Regions from separate parts of the Ovis aries genome. Here region 2 is linked to region 1. Evidence: chromatin contacts called from public Hi-C data. All regions are on one chromosome and are shown on one strand. Each heading gives the region's core, a stretch centred on a gene start, on an enhancer-like site or on the middle of the called end of the contact. The rest is flanking DNA. Distances are from core to core; before and after follow the strand shown.

Region 1 (2,700 bases), core at 144-2,643:
CTTAATGGGGCCCTGGGCATAGAGGACAAGTGTGCATTTATCAGTCTTCGACATAAGACCATTGGCTCCCTAGAGGACTTCAGCCCTCTGCCTACCAGGCGTGCATCTCTCAGTTAGCACCAAGGGGGCTGAAAAATGTTAGGTAATAGAAGCAGGTCCCTCTCACCCCTTCATTCCATAATAAAATGGCTTTTGGAGAGATATTTGCAAGCTCACAGATTGCTGGAGTGCAATGGATTTCAAATTTTTTGATGTCAGAATGCGTTTGCCCTCTTTAGATTCATTAAATTGAATCTCAAAGACTTTCTGCTTGTATGAGTTATATCTATTGATATTTATCATTTTAGAAATTAAAGCTAAGTAAAAATATATATTCATTCATGCAAATGTAACTATAATAAGTCATTTGCATATTGATGTATTTGATAAAATAACTGTTTTTAAAATAAAAGTCATGAGTAGAAAGATACTGTTTTACATTTTGGTAAATGTCTTAACGTCTGCTTTAATATAAGTTGGCTAGATTCTGTTATCTGCTTCTGCCTTCGGTGGATGTGATGAATTGTTTTGACTGCACCACCCGAGGTAAGGTAGCAGAATGAGAGATCACTTTGCGTTCCTTGTGGTTTCAGATTCTACACTGCAACAATAACTTAAGAAACTACCAAGTGTCAAGTCTTAGTGCAGTATCAAAGTTGTGCTCGGGAAACAGTGAGAAGGAACAAGGTCATTGTCATTTCATCTCTGCCATCAGTGAGGTTAATGGAGGTTTGTATGTTACAGGGCTCCCCCTGACCTCTGGACAGTTGAACTAGGCACAGGTGAGGTCAGAACTAAGATGTCTCAAATACAATGAGATGTTAACCTCCATCAACCTCACAGAGAACTACCAGGACAGTTGTCCCTTCTCGGAATCTCCCCTGCCCTGTGCAGAGCAGGGGTTCCTGTTCAGAGGGGGCGGTGGTGGGGGAGAGGAGTGGGCGGATGGTGAGGGAGCCCTGCTGTGAATGACTAAGGCTTGAAGATATAACCCTGAATCAACTCTCACAAAACAGTGTCCTCAAAGTTTCTTAGCCGGCAGTTCCCAGATGGTTCTCAAAAGACATCTGTGAATACTCCTAAATTTTATGCAAAACTTTCCTGGTGCCATTTTAGGGGGAAGAGGGGATTTGTTTTCCACAATTTAAAAAGATCGCCATAACCTCAAGTACTTGAGATGCATAGGAAGAGATGTAGGAGACTTGGAAATAAATGAAACCTTAGTCTGTAGAACCACTTTCCCAACTTGGCAAAACCACGTGTAAATCTGAAAAGCAATTTCTTAATTTCACATCCTAGGCTGAAGCGAACTCAGTTACTTATTAACTGTGTGACTTCAGCCAGTTACTCAACCTCTCTGTTTCCTGTCTTGTAATCGCACCAACTTAGATTTTTGAGGGGGAGGGAGGAGAGTGAGGTTTGAAGTAAAATAATCTATACAAATGTCTAGCACATAGTAGGCAGTCTCATATCACGGGGAACTATTTTTGCTATTCTTATTACTGATATGCTGAGGGTACCCGGGGAACAGAGAGAGATTTTCTGACTGAGTTTTTTTTGGCAACAATATTTAGAGAGAAAACACTGTCTGGCTGGAGGCCTCTGTCTCCGTGTGTTCTGGTAGTGTTGTTTTTGGCTGTTCCTGGCTGGTGTCTGTCTTTACCTTGAACTGCCCCAAGATTAGAATTTCTTGTAAATAGTGACTTAGTTATTCATCTACATCCTTTTCCAGGGCTGGGCTGCTTCAGGAACGGGGCCTTACGCCTCCTGCCGCTGCTTCTCTGGGGACTGGAGTGAACGTGTGTGATCGCTGTCTTAAAGGGCACTACCTCTAGCACCCTGTGGAGGAGGGCAGAAGGGCCCACAGGTTCCAGGTCCCCCCACTCAGCACACCTGCCTACTCCCAGGGGCCTCGTGCAGGGACCTGAGTGGGCTCCACGCAGGCGATTTCGGGCAAGGCTGAGCAGTCTGAGGGAAGTATGTTAGAGAAAGAAGCCAAGGGGTCCGCTGGAAGAGTGTTAGCAAGCAAACTGAGGGACTAGCCACACATAAAAGGGAATTTCCGTCTGACTCATCACAGGTCAGGGTGGATTCTTCTGCTTGGAAATTCTGCAGCCAAGTTCAGAGCTTAGGCGAGTCCTTCACCCCTAGAGATTCCCACTCGCCCTCAGAGCTGATGTCCTCTCCTTCCAGAGGCCTTACCTGACTCCTCAGATAAAGGGAGATGTTTCTTCCTCTGTAGATTGAAGTGAAAATAAGCTCCCACCCCCGCCACCTCTCATAGCAGCTGATTCCATGTTTCTCCTCTTTTAGAACCAGACCCTGTGCCCCTCGGATTCCTCATCTTCAAAGCCGAGAATCCGTTGGACGGTGATGAGAGAGACCAGGCAGAGAAGGAGGGAGGGCTAGGGGGCAGGGAAGTGGGGAGGAAACCTGTCCTGGTTCTGAAGAAAGACGTGCATTCTCTTCCATCTCCGCTACGCACTTCAGGTAAAACCGGAAGCAAAATTGTTGACCTTCTCAAGGATTCAGCTTTCCGAATTGGGAGAGGTTGAGAGAGAGGAGTCGGGGCTGGGGGTATGCTCCTTGTCTTGCAGGATTCTTGATCAAATAAGATGTATCCGTCAAAATGAAAGGAGATGGGATTGAGGTACTTAGGAT
Region 2 (2,700 bases), core at 78-2,577, 450 kb after region 1:
TGGACTATAGAGTCCATGGAATTCTCCAGGCCAGAATACTGGAGTGGGCAGCCTTTCCTTTCTCCAGGGAATCTTCCCAACCCAGGGATGGAACCCAGGGCTCCCAGATTGCAGGCAGATTCTTTACCAGCTGAATCACAAGGGAAGTCCTATTGACACAACATAGCTCATAGAACCTCTTTCACAGATAATGGATACTAAAGTCATTTTTTTTTCTTTCTAATTTCATTCTCTTCCCAGAGCTCCGGGAACAACACAAAGCTGAACTCCTTGAGTGGGGATGCAAATGCTTCTTGGTGGCTATGGGACCTCTCAGCCTGTCGCCACAGGAAATGAGGCGGAGTTCCCGTATCTTGGAGGATATATCTCTTCATGGGAAGAGAAAAATCGCCTCTGTGTATTCCAGCTCCTGGGCTGTTCCACCAGCTATTTTGGGGAAGGGGAAAGCCAGTCTCACAACACTTTCCCCAGAGAAAAGATGCCAATGTCAATGTCAGCCATTAGGAAACGTCATTAAAGCAGATGAGAAATGGGCTGTGGACATTTTTATGAGCCCAGAATACTCTGCTTGGAGATTTTATGGAGACCACAGGAAGCCAGAGAGACAATGACATTCATACCCTTTTTTAGAGTCTGGTGAGGAGCAATTTTTTTGTACTCAACAGAGTGTGTTTTTTTGAAAGGGAAAGTTACTGTTGGGGGCCACGTCCAACTAAGCTTTATTCAGAGAATTTGTTGATCTGTTGGAGATAGATGCTGCAGGCCAAGTAGCTGTGGGCTCAATGCCCAAATCCTTCCAGAATTGCAGAGAAGATTCTTCTCTTTGACTCCGGGCTACTCTGAGAACTAGTCTTTAGAGAAGGCTGTTGTGCTTAAATCTCTGTAGTTGCAACAGCACATCTGTAATCTCTTTATCTCTGTTTTGCCCTTTTTTCACAGGACAAAATGAAGTTCAGAAAGGTTGAGAAACTTGCACAGACATACAAATGGTAACAACGGAGTTGAAGTTTGACTCTGCATTTTCTTCTTTTCCATGTTACTTCTACCCATCCCCAGAGAGGCAGATGTAAAGCCAGGATAGGCAAAAGGCTGCAGAAATAAAACTGCCCTCAAACGAGGTTTCTTGAGTTTTTATTTAGGTCTACCAGCCCAGAATAAATATTTCCCTCTGTAAATCAGGAGTTGTGTTTTTAAGGCACGGATTTGCGTGGCGGAGTATGAGGGAGGTGTGCAGATTCTTGGCAGTGTGCTTTCTGCCTTCACAGTATTGCGATTGTGTCCTTTCCCTGGAGTCCCAGGAGAGGGAAGGGGCAGAGTATCCAGAATGTTCCTGAAATGCAGCGCTGTCTTCTTTATAGTGACATCCTGTGGTCATCACATGTTACTGCAACCTGTGTTGCTTCAGGAGCCAAACATTCTATTTTTATTTTACAGTTTCAGTTTTAAACAGTATTATTTTACTCTTCCATTCATTAGCTGAACTAGAAGTATTTAAGCATCTGGTAAGTGCCAGGCGCTGTGCTAGGCATTTAAGAGTATTAGAATATACTCACCTAAGAACCATGGGAAGACCAAAAACAAACTATTATCACAGCTCATTTCTGATAAATAAAGAACTATAACTCAGTGGAGCATCTGCCATGTAGTGAACCAGGCACTCATTTATTATTCCACTGTGTCTTCACAATGGCCCTACCTGGTGGCTATTCTCATCCGCACCCCAGCTTTGTGGAAACTAAAGTTATGAGAGGTTATTTAAATTATCCAAGTTTAAGGAAGCCTGTAAGTGGTGAGGTTAGATTTTGAAAACTAATTGTTCATTTCTCAAACTGAGCACTACGCTATTATGTGTCCAAGCAGCTGATTGATTCCAAGATGAGCTGACACTTGAGATGGACTTAAATGGCTGTGTTTCTTCCATGAACCCACGAAAAAAAATTCATCAATTTTTATTGGAGAATTGTCGCTTTACAATGTCGTGTTAGTTTCTGCTATACAGCAAAATGAATCATCTATACGTGTGTGTGTGTGTGTGTGTGTGTGTGTGTGTGTGCAGTCGTGTCTGACTCTGCGATCTCATCCATAGACTGTAGCCTGCCAGGCTCCTCTGTCCATGGGATGTCCCAGGCGAGAATATTGGAGTGTGTTGCCATTTCCTCCTACAGGGGATCTTCCTGATCCAGGGATTGAACCCACGTCTCTTGCGTCTCCTGCAGTGGCCGGTGGATTCTTTACCACTGTGCTGCCTGGCAAGCCACATACATATATCCCCTCTTTTAGGATTTCCTTACCATTTATGTTGCCACAGAGCAATGAGTAGAGTTCAGTGAGATACAGTACAGGTCTTCCCTGTAGTCCAAATGGTAGAGTCTGCCTGTGACGCAGGAGACCCAGGTTTGATTCCTGGGTCAAGAAGATTCTCTGGAGACGGGAATGACAATCCAATCCAGTGTTCTTATCTGGAGAATCCCATGGACAGAGGAGACTGGTGGGCTGTCCTCTGTGGGATCACAAAAAGTCGGACATGATTGAGTGACTAAACTACATACAGTAAGGTCCTTGTTAGTTATCTATTCTATAACTAGTATCTATAGTGTATATGCGTCAATCCTAATCTCCCATTCCTCCCGCCCCTCCTTCCCCCTTGATATCCACGTTTGTTCTATACATCTGTGTCTCTATTTCTGCTTTGCCAATAAG

The links. Hi-C and Micro-C count contacts between places; a contact is called where the count stands out from the background.
Region 2: a contact with region 1 is called in a Hi-C map of liver, with 4 times the contacts expected there. The contact joins two enhancer-like sites. A contact is called at or near these places in 2 of 16 Hi-C or Micro-C datasets (liver and mixed tissues).

The regions. Positions count from the first base shown.
Region 1 is chr3:21,317,873-21,320,572 of ARS-UI_Ramb_v3.0, forward strand. No RefSeq gene overlaps it. Among named protein-coding and RNA genes, the nearest start is that of TRNAG-GCC, 140 kb to the right of the region's middle. Within about 2 kb of position 1,394, at least 10 of the 54 cell types and tissues checked have an H3K27ac peak or open chromatin away from gene starts, as enhancers often do. A contact at or near this core is called in liver, where this site is marked.
Region 2 is chr3:21,770,519-21,773,218 of ARS-UI_Ramb_v3.0, forward strand. No RefSeq gene overlaps it. Among named protein-coding and RNA genes, the nearest start is that of TRIB2, 220 kb to the left of the region's middle. Within about 2 kb of position 1,328, at least 3 of the 54 cell types and tissues checked have an H3K27ac peak or open chromatin away from gene starts, as enhancers often do. A contact at or near this core is called in liver, where this site is marked.